Regions from separate parts of the Mus musculus genome. Here region 2 is linked to region 1. A link is a contact called in public Hi-C data. All regions are on one chromosome and are shown on one strand. The core of a region is the stretch at or near the end of the contact, and the rest is flanking DNA. Distances in the headings are between cores, read along the strand shown. Region 1 has its middle 59 kb from the start of Gm34762. Region 2 overlaps Rps15a (ribosomal protein S15A).

What was found. A called contact is a pair of places that touch in the nucleus more often than the background predicts.
Region 2: a contact with region 1 is called in a Hi-C map of cortical neurons, with 5 times the contacts expected there. The contact joins two enhancer-like sites. A contact is called at or near these places in 2 of 484 Hi-C or Micro-C datasets (both in cortical neurons) and 4 of 115 datasets of contacts at active chromatin or transcription factors (T-cell acute lymphoblastic leukemia, astrocytes, bone marrow-derived macrophages and 1 more).

Annotation. Positions count from the first base shown.
Region 1 is chr7:117,696,542-117,703,057 of GRCm38.p6, reverse strand. No RefSeq gene overlaps it. Among named protein-coding and RNA genes, the nearest start is that of Gm34762, 59 kb to the left of the region's middle. Within about 2 kb of position 3,272, at least 40 of the 459 cell types and tissues checked have an H3K27ac peak or open chromatin away from gene starts, as enhancers often do. A contact at or near this core is called in cortical neurons, where this site is marked.
Region 2 is chr7:118,099,056-118,105,869 of GRCm38.p6, reverse strand. Rps15a (ribosomal protein S15A) reads left to right here. Exons shown (of 5, transcript NM_170669.2): 5 at 1-1,496. Among named protein-coding and RNA genes, the nearest start is that of Rps15a, 14 kb to the left of the region's middle. Within about 2 kb of position 2,574, at least 107 of the 459 cell types and tissues checked have an H3K27ac peak or open chromatin away from gene starts, as enhancers often do. A contact at or near this core is called in cortical neurons, where this site is marked.

The DNA.
Region 1 (6,516 bases), core at 2,023-4,522:
ACAGAGATTGGATTTATTTTGGGGGAAAACTAGGAATATCATGTGTGTTCCAAGCTGACAGGTTTCTAAGCAATATGAATGTTAAACTTTTTGGAACTACATTCTCACATGTTAGTTTGTGTGAGCACTACCCAGAGAGCTTGTCAGAGCACACACCCCTGCACAGATATTTGCATTCAGCACATTTAGGGTGATGTTTTCCATTTGCATTTTGAACACGCTCTGAGTTGAGGACCTCTGCTGTACCTTGGCTGGCTCATGCTTTGAGCAACAGTGTCCTCGAACAGGGGATAAGGGATATTTTCTTGGGCCAAGGGAAATGGCTTGGTGCTTAAAGCACTTGCCACACAAGAGCACCATAGTTTGGGTTTCCAGGACACATGTAAATGCCAAGAGATTATGGTGACCTCTCTCCAATTCCATCCTTGTAGGGTAGAGATGGGATCTCCTAGCGAGCTGGTTGGGGATACTATCCAGGTTTGATTGTTAGATCCTGCCTCAATGAAGAAGGTTTAAGAGCAACTTAAGAATATTCCTATCATCAACACCAGGCCATTACATGTATACACACATGTGTCCACATTGTTCAAACATGCACACATATCACACACATGGAAAGAAGTAATGTTTTCTGTAAAGAACTCTATAGTGACTATTCTAGGCTTTAATGACTGTGCCTTTACAGTGCAGAAGCCAAAGATGATTGATACAACGTAAATGAATGAATAGGTGTTACAATACATCAGGCAGTCCAGCCCTTCTACTTCAGTTGGAGTTCTTCGTTGCCCTCAGTAGACATCACTGGCTAGTCTGACAATGGAAGGGGATATTTCAGTGCTTTGCCATGGCAGAGCACCATCTGATCATTATTGGTTCTTCAAGAAGGTCCCGGACCTGTTTCTGTCAAGTTGTCCCTGATGGCCAACCTTCAATCTTGACCTTAGTCAGTAGAAAGCACTAAGAATTGGGCTATGTCTCACTGACCACAGGTTGATGGCAGCACCTGAGAAGCACCTCTGAAGCTGGGTCGTGTATGTGTATGTGTAAGTTGACAGAGGTAAAGAACGGTAGCAGGGGATTTACACAGGCCATTGGAGGGAGCCTTACACATGGTGGGAGCTCCATATCTTCAGCAATGTGTACACCACCAGATCTGCCCGATGTTGGGGGGATGAGTCCATTAGGAAAGGCTCTAACCTTCCAGCTCAGGTGTGAAGTCCAGCATCAATGACTGGACTCTGTTTTAGGGCTAAACTCAAGTTGTCAGGATCCAGGAAAACCCTTATCCTCAAGGAGCAGGGCTGAGTCCCAGGTTGCAGTACTCTGCCACTTTCTTACCATAGGAGGATGTAGTGTTGACCCTGCAAAACCATCTTACAGTTCAGAGGTTAATCAACAGGCTGATAATGCCATGAAGCATCTGAGATGCCCATGGTAGAAGTGACAGAGAGAGAACAAGTCTTATTTATTTTGTAGAACATGACTCTAGTGGCCATCATAACACCCCAGTGAAGAGAGGCTCAACATTGGTTTCTTGGCCAAGAGCTGGGACCTGTTTCATGAGGGAACCAAAAGTTTTCTTTCCAATGAGCTTCCTCGGTTGGTCTTGATCTACTTACCCACTGTCTGTCTGTGTCTGTCTGTCTGTCTGTCTGTCTGTCTGTCTGTCTGTCTCTCTCTCTCTCTCTCTCTCTCTCTCTCTCTCTCTCTCACACACACACACACACACACACACAGAGAGAGAGAGAGAGAGAGAGAGAGAGAGAGAGAGAGAGAGAGAGAGAGATTCCTATTGAGCTGTGTTGCTTGCACATACCCATAGACACTGCAGAGGACCTGGCTTCCAGTCCATGTGTGAAGAAGCTATGCTATAGTTTGTAGAATGGACCCTGGGCATGGGACTGTGAAGTCAGGGGCTCTGTGCCTTTGGGGATTCTGGAAAATGTGCATTCCTTGTGTCCCTCAACTGGGGTAGATTACTCTGTAGCAAGCAGATTCCATTTCATTGATAGGTAGAGCCTAATTCACATACTTCTGTCTCTGGGCAAAGGCTGATGGGAAAGAGTTTCAAGCTTCTGATATAATATGAGGGTGTGTGTGTGTGTGTGTGTGTGTGTGTGTGTGTGTGTGTGTGATCCCAACTAATGAGCTCCCAACTCAAGGAACAAAGACATGAAAATGAATTCCAAATGCTCACTAGCCCTCTGAAGAGACAGTTTTGAGATCAAGTCCAACACATCTAGAAATCAAATCCAATCTTTCTTCCTTTTCTCACCTTCAGCCGTTGGATGCTGGAGCTCTGAATTGTGAGGCTCTCACGCTTGTACAGCCAGCACTTTGCCTATGGAGCCATTTGTCTGGCCCCCAAGCTGATGGTTCACTTCTTACTCTTCCCCAGGCCTTCAGAAAGAGTTCAGTTTGTTATTTACAAGGGACCTCATTTGTTAGCAATGAAAAATGTGTTTTCCCCTTTCCTAGAGAGGAGTCTTTGGTGTCTCCAAAGCTCATGACAAGAAGCAAAGGTTTTAAAAACTATGAAGGTATGTGAGTAGAACAGTCCAGTTAATACCCTGAGTACAGTCAGTGCACCCAGGAGTCCAAATTGAAAATAGACTGGTTGGACCTCAGTGAGGCAGCTACCTAGATTTTAGGCTTGTGGCAACATGGAATTTCCTTTTCCGGAAGTGTTGAGGCATTTGGCTGGGTCCACCAGACTGGCAGAATAAGGATGGCATTGTTGGGTGTGGAGATAGAGAAACATATCCGACAGACTGCACATGCCCTGTTAGCTATGCTTGAATACTTCCAGTATGCCACATCAGCTTGTGGGGGAAGAAGTGTGAGGCCGAACATTCCAACACACGCAAGTGTGTACGTGTCTGATGGAGGAGGTACTGACTCTGAGTTTGCGAACATAGCTGCCTTTTATCCCTAATCTAGTCCAAACAACTTTAGCAATTGTTAGAGACACTGAAACTGCTAGAGGGAAGTTGGGGAGTACTCGAGTATTTTCTCTGACTCTTAGTTAAACATTGGCAACTTTTCTGAGCCTGTAAATATTATTGGGGTCCAGCCATTTCTCTTTGTACTCTATGAAAATTAACTCAGTCCACAGGGGCTGCAATCACTGCCAAAACCCCCAAGTGTGGGTTCTTCCTCCACACTGACAAAAATAACAGTTAATTAGGCTGCAACACCCAAAGGAAAGTGAACTCACACCACCAATCACAGAGAGGCATGCAAAGTGTTGCCATGGCAACTGGCATTTACAGCTCTTCCATTTTAATGTATCAAGGGCTGAGGATAATTTCCCAGTGAGAATACAGGAGGGTGGGGTACCCCCTTCCTTCTTTCTGCCAGTCTGTAACCAGCACAGGACATCCATTCTTGTGGCAACAGGTTTAAAGGAAAGAAGAGACGCCCACAAAAGAAGCAAACACCTGGCACGGATGCTCACAGGCCTTGGAAGTCTCAGGGAGGACAGCACACATTCTTAGACTCAGCACGGCAGCACTGTTGGCACATAGGAGCTGTAAGCCATGGCTTCGCTTGCAGGTGAACTTTGTTTTCATGGAAATCCTCCCTGCCTTCTTGGCTTTTACTGCACACTCTGTTCTCAGCCCCTAATAGTCATCATCTTATTCACTCTTCATGACTAAGTGGGAAGTGATTGTTATTCTCCATTTATAAATGAAGGTTAGGAGAGGTGAGATACCTTAACCATATAGTCTGGGGCAGAGCCTAGATTCTCCATGTCAGTTTCCACATCCCTTGTACTGTCTATCTTCTCTGTATATCAACTCATACGCTTTGTAAATAGGGGTAGATATACTTGCTACCATTACTATCAGTTAGCCATGGCTGCGTAACAAATGGCACAATATCCCAATGGCAGGTAAAGCACACCCTCGGACAGATTGGAGCTCTATTCTTATATGTTCATTCCCAGCCTCAGGAAGAAACATCTAGCCAAAGGAAGCTGTTCCCCTGGTGATGGATGAGTCATCATAGAAGCTAACCAATCACAAAAGTCTGTTTCAAGCCCTCCTGGGTCACATCTAATTTCCTATTGGACAAAGCAAGTCAAGTGGTCAAATTCAAGAAGCAGAGACGCATGCTCCAAATTTTGTAGCTGTGGTTTCAAACTTTTATGGCAAGAATATGGAGACAAAGAGAGATGAAGAGCAGCATGAATATGCATGAGCAGGTATCTCTGTTGTAGGATATAGAATCCTTGGGTATATGCCCAAGAGAGGTGTAGCTCTTTTATGTGGTAGATTTATTTTTGGCTCCTTTGACACTCCTCCATGCTGATGTCCACAGTGGCTGCACCAGTTGGCACTCCCACCTGCAATGAGTAAGTGTTCCCCTCCCCCACATTCACATGAGCATTTATTTTTAAAAGAAATTTATTTTTTTATTTTTTTGTATTTTAGCCATTTTGACTGTGGTCAGATGAAATCTCAAAGCAGTTTTAATTTACATTTTCCTGATGGCTAAAGGGTTTTTTTTTTTCCTTTTTTTCTTTTTTATTAGATATTTTCTTTATTTACATTTCAAATGTTATCCCCTTTCCTAGTTTCCACTCCAAAAATCCCCTATCCTCTCTCCCCTCCCGCTGCTCCCCAACCCACCCATTCCTGCTTCCTGGGCCTGGCATTTGAGAATGTTCTTTAGACATCTTCATTTTATCTTTTGAGAACTCTCTGTTTAGTTTCATGCCCCATTTTTTAACTGGGTCATTTACTTTCTTTTAGTTCTTTATGTAATTTTTAGTTCTTTATGTAATCTAGATACTAACCCCTTGTTAGAGGTATAGCTGGTAGAGATGTTTCCCATTTTAATGTGCCCTCGACTGAACTGATGCAACCTGTGGCCCTAGAGAGAACCTCCTATGTCTATCTGTTAGAGATATGCATTAAACCAACTCTTAATGACTTCCCATCATACCCATAGATCAATTAAGCGCTCAATCGTCATCAGAGATGCATCTATTTGAAGTAGATGGTGATTAACATAGATACTCACAATTGATAAAGGTGCAGAGAATAAGAAACTACAGAATGCTCAGACTTAAGTGAAACATCTAGACCACATTTCTTCCTCCAAAAGCTCACAGATCATTGCAGAAGAGAGACCGGAACAGTGTAAGATCCAGAGGCAGTAGATGATTATGTGGAAATAATGTTTTCCGGGGCACAGCCCACAAGTTGTATGAAATATTGACTCATAGCAGTTGAACGGTATGCGCAAGACCTGTGCAAGCTCAAGCCAGACAAAATTCCACTGAGGATTTTGCACCAGGGCTACATCAGTGAAGCAAATACCCACCTTTGAAGAGTTCCCTGGGTAATGTAACTCTCTCTGATAGACACTGGGAAGGCAGAGAGAAATTCAAATATACCTCTACATGTTTCTTATGAGAGCCTGTCTCAGAAAGGAGCACACATCACAGTTACCTGGGGAAGCTTGTTAAAATGCAGGTGCTCAGATGACAAACCATAGTCTTTAGTTCATTGGTCTTGAGTGGAGCCTAGGAATCTACCTCTGGGACCAGCTCTTGTGCATGTTTCTCAAACAATCTGATCCTCACCCTTCTCTTTGAGTCCTTGCTCATACTACGTGAGACATAGGATAACAAGATTATGGTGAGCAGATTCTTGCAGAGCAGCCTTTTTTCTCAGTCCTAGGGAGGCTGAGGCATAAAGCTCACAGGTTCAAGGCTAGCTTGGAGTATAAAGTGAATTCAAGGTCTGTAGAAGCAACTTAGGTAGACAATCTCTCAAAATAAACAGTAAAAAGAAAACCAAGGAGCTAGCTCAGACCTGTAGTCTAGCATGTCCAAGGATCTTCTTTCAATTCCTAGTAGGTCTGTGAGTTTCCTAACATCACTTTGGCTTGCTGGATACCGAGCCTTGGTCAAGTCTATAGTGAGTCTCTGCCCAGCTCCAGTTTGGTCAGAAACACAGGGAACTTGATGCCATTAGTGATAAAGACACCATGACCCCTCCATGTCCCACTTGACAGATATAGACAGATGGGGACTTCTGTGATCATTTCTGGTTGGGGGTTGGGTCAGCTTTTTGCTGATTGACTCCTCGATGATCAGATCACTGAATGAACCTCAGGACTGTCACCTCAGGCTCCGTGAGGAAGGTGCTGAATTCTGGTTTTGGCAGTTGAAAACAGAGAACACAGTTACATTTCTCAGGAGTGACTGCAGTACTCCAAGTCATACCCACAGTCTCTATCTTTTTATTCTTTCTTACACTTCTGCTACGGTTTAGCTGCTCTTTGGCCTGAGAGCCTTGAGTTACCACTTAACTTTCTGTTTCAAGATGAAGATCACAGAACCAGCAGTCTCTAGAGTTGGGTATTTACAATGTGCCTGGCAGTGTTCAGTGCTTTAAAAAACCTGCAGCAACAGCACAGGAACACCTACACTTGCCTCTACTTTATCTTTGTTATCAGCTGATAAAGAAACTTAAACTCGAGTAGGAATTGCTTGAGACACCT
Region 2 (6,814 bases), core at 1,325-3,824, 400 kb before region 1:
CGTTGTGTAGAATGGCAGTACATTAAATGGGTTTTTCATTTACGAAGTGTGCTGGCTGGTTTTGTGTCAACTTGACACAAGCTGGAGTTCAGTTGAGGAAATGCCTCCATGAGATTCAGCAGTTTTCTCAGTGATGGGGGGATGGGGGCTAGCCCCTTGTGGGTGGTGCCATCTCTGGGCTGGTAATTCTGGGTTCTGTAAGCAAGCTGAACAAGCCAGGGGAAGCAAGCCAGTAACATTCCTCCATGGCCTCTGCATCAGCTCCTGCTTCCTGACCTGCTTGAGTTCCAGCCCTGACTTCCTTGGGGATGAACAGCAGTGTGGAAGTGTTAACTGAATAAACCCTTTCCTCCCCAACTTGCTTCGTGGTCATGTTTTGTGTAGGAATAGAAACTCTGACTTAAGACATAATGGTTTTGAGATTATGGTTTTATTTATGACTATGGTGAGCCCTACTGAAGAAGCCTCAGCATTCAGATCTATCGTATCCTGCCAGTTGCTTGAAGCATGAATTTGAGTGTCCCTTCTAAATAGGTTTTCATTTCTGTGAAATGGGTACAAAGAGGCTATGTTCTAGTACTGTGGTCAGGCTTGGGATAAACTGTAAAATGAAAGTGGTGCTTGGCATAACACTATTTTACTTGTTTTTAATCCTGAGAGGGAGTCTGAATGCTTCTGGGAAGAAGATGTGGAGTCCGGACTGACCTGTCCTGACTATAGTATGTCTGCAGTCCTAATAACAGCCCCTGGGGGGTTCTTCACTCTTCTCAGCTTTTGTACTCAGAGTGATGGGGGCTAGTGAGGCTGCCATGTGGGAAATCTAATAACCAGGGGTATTGGGAAAATTGAGATCCTTTTCTGTAGATGATGAATGAGGGCAAAGAGAAGCAGTAAGTATTTGGGGCCTGAAGCAGAGAGATGAGGGGAAGGGAAGTTATAATGGAAGTCTTGAGTCAGCTGACAGGAATCATGAGTCAGCAGAAACCTGAGTGACCAGGAGTTGTGAGTCAGCAGAAAGTATAGATAGCAAAGATGATGAGTCACCATCATTCTTGGTGAATCAGGGCTGAACTGTTGTTACTGAAATTCCTTTTTGGGTTCTTGGTCTTATCAATGAGATAATTTAGGGGCTGGGACAATGGCTAGGTTGTTAAGAGCACTTGCTGCTCCTGAGTGGATTCAGGTTCGGTCCCCAGCACCTCCGTCGGGCTGCTCACACTAGCCTATGACTTGGGCTCCGGGGAGTCTGACACCCTCCTCTGGCCTTCAAGTGTGCTTGTACACGCCTGGGGGTGGGGTGGGGGGAGATGGAGTAATGAAATGAAATTTCTGATTTTTTAAGTCTTTGAAAGTAAAATACAATTATGTTGGCCTCTCTCCCTGTCCTTTTCATTCAACCTCTCCTATGTGCTCTCCTCTTACTCAATTTCTCGAATTTATGGCCTCTCTTTGTGCGAACATGTGTGTGTGAATAAAATAAAGCATTTTTTTTAAAACCTCTTGTCTGAATGGCTTCTGAATTGGTGACCTTTTGAATAAGCTTGCCTGGTTTCTACCTGATCACACTATGGTGTGGTGAGCAGCTGGACTTGCAACAAACAAAACATTGGTTTCTTGCTCCTTCAAGACTGCTGGGCACTGGCCATGTCACACCTCTGGGTCTGTCACCTTGCCTGACTGCTGCTTAAAGCCACTCAGCACACACACACTCCCAGCTGTGCACACAGTCGAAGGAGGCTGACCCTTGTACGCAGCAATTTTCATTTGGGACAGGTTGCTAGAAACCTTGATAATCTCAGAGTGTCACTGCCTGGGCTCTTCTAAGCTGTCCTGGCCTAGTATTCTCCAAGGTCAATTTCTTCAGCAATTTCTTTGTTCTGAAGGTTTCCTAATTAGCTTCTTACAGCTGTCTTTCTTGCTTAAGTAATAGTCTTAACTGTGGGTGTGTGGGGAAGCCTTGTGTATGGTTGAACCTTCTGGCATAGGCTATAGTTGCACAGTGTGAAGTCTGGAGAGAGGAGAGGGGAAGCCCTGGGTGTGTGATGAATGGGGATGCAAACTCGCACGTGGAGACTCATGGTGGCTCCCTCCTGTCTCCATGGATAACCAGATATGTACACTGCTCACTTACTCCAAGATCTGCATATCTGAACTAGCCCAATCCTTTCATCCTTTCAAAACTGATTTCAAAACCACGCCCAAGACAACTTCCACCTGGTGCCACATGGCATGGGCAAGGTATAGCACTTCTGAGACCATTCCTAAGAGGACCCCAGACACCCAGAGACTGGGCACCACTAGGATGACCAAGTGGTAGAGAGATGGAAGAGAAAGAAACAGAAGAATGTGCACAATGAAGAGAGGCAGAACTAGAGAATCAAGGAGCCTGATTTGAGTACCACCTAAGGCCGTAGTGAGGTCCTGGTCTTTAGGTCCTTTGTTACCACCAAAGGCTAGTCAGATGTCCCTGGTCTGGGCTGCTGCCCTGTCATTGTATGAGGATTGTGCAGAGCTGGCCCCATCCCTTGCCTCCCAGCCCTAGGAGAGCTAGCCATGAAGGTGGAGAGTAGGAGAGCTCACCCTATCCACCCCTAGCCGGCTGCAGGTCCTACACCTCACCTAGGAAGCACAGTAGAGCTGGCCCTGGTAGTGGGAGTTGTTGGTAAACTGGCCCCAAGGGTGTGAGCATGGCAGAGCTGGCCCTGCCACTTATCTGTTGTGTGGTGGCATAGGTGAGGGGAAACATGCTCCCTCCCCCACTCTTTACCACCTGTAGCAAGTGGCAGAGCCGCCCAAGGGCATGAGAGTGGGAGAACTGGCTCTGCCCTTAACAGTTGCAGTGCAGGAGAGCTTTCCCTGGTGCTGTGGGTGTGGGAGAGCTGGCAGGTGAGCAGCTCAGATACCATCCAGGCCCAGATCCAGGGCTTTGAGTTGGCACACCCCAATATCAACTCCATCTGTGGACTGCTGGAGAGCATGAAGGGGCAAGTCCTACACATCTAAAGCTACAGGATCTCCACGACACAGGGTGACAGTAGGGTGTCCAAGGGGAGTCCTAGTAAGTTTCCAGTATTGATAGTGTAGCAGAAGCCAGAGGCCTTGAACTAGACAAATGACTCATTGCAATGAACATTTGCAAGCAAAGGAGTATGGACAAAAGGGTGTACTGTGGGACATGCACACTGCAGCTTCCACACCAGGTTTTTTTTTTTTTTTGGTGGGAGGTTGCAAGGGTGAAGGACAGTACGAGAGAACAAGGAGATGGGTGGGGTTGGGTTGCATGTATGAAATTCATGAAGAATCAATAAAAAGTTAAATAAAATTAAAACCAGTTATCAATCCATCATGAGTCTTGTTAAATTCTCTCCAGGCTCCCATGAGTGCTTCAAGCATCCTCTCTGCAGTTTCATGGAGTTTCCACTAGGTGACAGCACAGGACCACAAGTATCTTGAAACAGTTTGCTGCCATTAACCTATGTCTGGACTGGAAACCTTGTTGAGATGAGGCAAATTATTCATGGCCACAGAAAGAAGGTTCAGAAGGAGGGAGGATGTGTATCGTTGGCATTGGCCTTCAGGTCAAGGAGAGTTTGTCGTAGCTACTTTTCTACTGCTGCGACAACATTCTAAGACCAAGAGAACTTAATTGTGCCAGGCGTGGTAGCACACGCCTTTAATCCCAGCACTTGGGAGGCAGAGGCAGGCGGATTTCTGAGTTCGAGGCCAGCCTGGTCTACAAAGTGAGTTCCAGGACAGCCAGAGCTATACATAGAAACCCTGTCTTGAAAAACAAACAAACAAACAAACGGAGAGAACTTAATTGTGACTTGCTTACAGTTTCAGATGGTGGGCTCATGACATCATGTCAGGGAACATGATAGCAGGTATGAATGAATGATGCTAGAGCAGGAGGAAGGGAGGGAGGGGGAGACTGAGTGTGAGGACGAACTGGGCTTTTGAAAACCCCAAGCCAGATCCTAGTGACATACCTCCTTCAACAAGGCTATACCTACTAATCTTTCCTAAACAGTTCCTCCAACTGGGGGTCAAACATTAAACATTCAACTATATGACCCTCTGGGGTCCATTCTCATTCAAACCACCACCACAAGATTGTTCTGAGGACTGGGGGGATAGGTTGTGCCCAACAACCCATTCACCCATCCATCTACCTACCTATTCACTACCCACCCATTCACCTACCTACCCACCCATTCTCACACATACACACACACACACACACACACACACACACAGAGAGAGAGAGAGAGAGAGAGAGAGAGAGAGAGAGAGAGAGAGAGAGAGAGAGAGAGAGAGCACATACTAATACATGTCATACCAGACACAGAGCATAGCTCATCTCCTTCCCTCCCGTCCTTTGGAGCATCTGGCTATATGGTACAACAATTGCAATTCTCCTTCTTCAGACTACCATTAGATTACCATAACTGGCATTATTGGTGTGTGCCAGCATATCCAGTTCCAACACTGCTTTTATTGAATGTACAGCTTTCTTTGGTTCATTTGTGTTTTTGAGACAAGGCCTCACCCTGTTGGTAAGACTGGCCTGGAACTTGTCACTCTCTTGCTTGTAGTCTCTGAGTGCTGGGATTGCAGGTGTGCCTGGGAGTCAGGGCTGCTTTCATCTCTGGCTCGGTGCTAATGACTGTTAGATCCGTCTGTGTTGTTCATTCTTTGCCTCCCAGTTTTAATATTACTTTCTCTTCTGCTGCACTTTTTAATATAAACCAGATAATCGTCTGGAGGCATTTTTGCCCCTTGTGATCTCAATAAAGTTTCCCCAAATGCTTCTTCCTGCCCACCCCACTCCCACTCCTAAGGGAGAACCAAGACGACTCCGACTTCTGCTAACTCCTAGCTTTCCTAGCTCTAGGGCTCTGCTTCCTTAGGGGGATGCTGTGACCTACAGCACTCAAAAGCTTTAGGTTTTTTTTTTTTTTTAATTTTAAAAAATGTGGTGGCAGGGTAAATAAATTAATATTTTATTAGCACTAACAACCAGGAAACAACCTGGGCCTGTATGAGCTTGGCTGGCTCTTGGAAGGTTCGGAAGAGGGACATAGGGACATCATTACGTTCCAGACCTGGGTTTCTCATTTCTCACCCGCCTAACTTCCTCCTCCGTCCCCAAGGGCTCATCCACTCAGCTGTGCATGGCTTTCTCCTGCTATGCAAGTGGAGGACTGAACATTTTTTGCACAGTTAGTAGTCCGCTGCCAGCTAGCCCACCCTGAGTGCTCACAGAAGGTCATTCAGCACATGGTCTGGGTCACACTGAGTTTGTGGTGTCCAGTTAGACACAGTCAGGTAGACAAGCACAGGGTACAGGTTTAAGGACTCACCAGCATGATGAGGTGTTCCATCTGTATGGAAGGCAGGGCTCTCTGACCTCCAGTGACCAGGAGCAGCTTGTTCTTCAGTGACAGGGTCCTAAGTGGGACCAGGAGGTGAGAAGATCAAAGAGAAGACAGGAAAGTTGAGGTTGGGAGGAAAGTCTCCCACAAAGTATGTCTCATGCCCAGCAAGTTCAGTAAGAGTTACAGCATCTTAACTATTTGCAGGGAAAGAAGCAAATGGACAGAGTTAGTGGAAAGCTATCACACAATGGGACGAAGTCAGCAGGAGGCTAGCCAAGTAGTGATACACAGAAGGGACAGAAGATAGCTCAGAGGCATCAGAGACTGAGCTCACTGCGGCTTCTCTCCCATTTACCCATATGTATATACATACATATCCACCCCATCCCATCCTACCCACCGCTCATCTACTCATCCCTCTCATCTATATACCCAGTTACCTGCCACCCATCCACTCATTCATTTGGGGGGAGGGTGGGAAAGCTGAGTTTCCGGGATTCAAAACTGTAACTCCTTTGAGATCCTGGTCTCAGATCCAGACCCACCATACAAAGTTTGTCCCTGGACAAGACACAGAGCTACTGTTCCCTTCGTCTTTTCATCAGGGACTCTGAGAAGGTCTGAGTCCGTCTGACTCACAGCACTCCAGGACCTGGCCATCCCCTTTTATAGCTGCTTTCTCCCATTGCTTGGTGAACTCCTAGGCCCTGCAGAGCCAAGAACTCAGGGAAATGTGTATGCCTTGCCATCCCCACGCCAACCCCCACAATCCTTCTTTCTGACAGGATTTGCCTATGTAGCCTAGGCTGGCCTCTTGCCTTGACTCCTGAGTGCTGAGATGATAGATGGGGCTACCTTGCAGGGCTGGCCACCCCTTTCTCTTAGATGCCGTCTGACGCGGGCCCTCGGAGGATAGTGCATTCGAATGACAGCACTCTCATATCTTTCCTTCTGAAGGAATCAGTCTAGAACCCTTTGGAAGGGGCCCTGAACCTGTTAGTGATCCCCTTTAAAAGGCAGAGGGGACTGGGATGATGACGTAACCCCTTCATCTGCCATGTAAAATTGAGATAGTTTGGGAATGTGTTATTTGACTTGGTGATGAGTGGGCCTCCGTGATAGAGGAAGATGGACAGCTCAGATCGGGGTAGAGGTTGGCAAGAGACCACACAATGAACTGGGTCACAGCTGAGACTTAACCAGGTGTATCTGAGCCACTGCCTGGGCTCCGAACAGGACTCATGCAGCCCCACATGCCTGCTCAAAGAGAAGGGAGGTGACAAAAAGGGTACATAGTGGGACAATGAGCTGGTGCTGGGCCCCAGTGTAAGACCTGGGGTAAGGAGGTCACAGAGATTACCCCTTCTCAGAGACACTGGCCCAAGTCTGTCCATTGCAGAGGTGTCCCTAGTTAGGAGCACTCAAGTAAGTTTGTA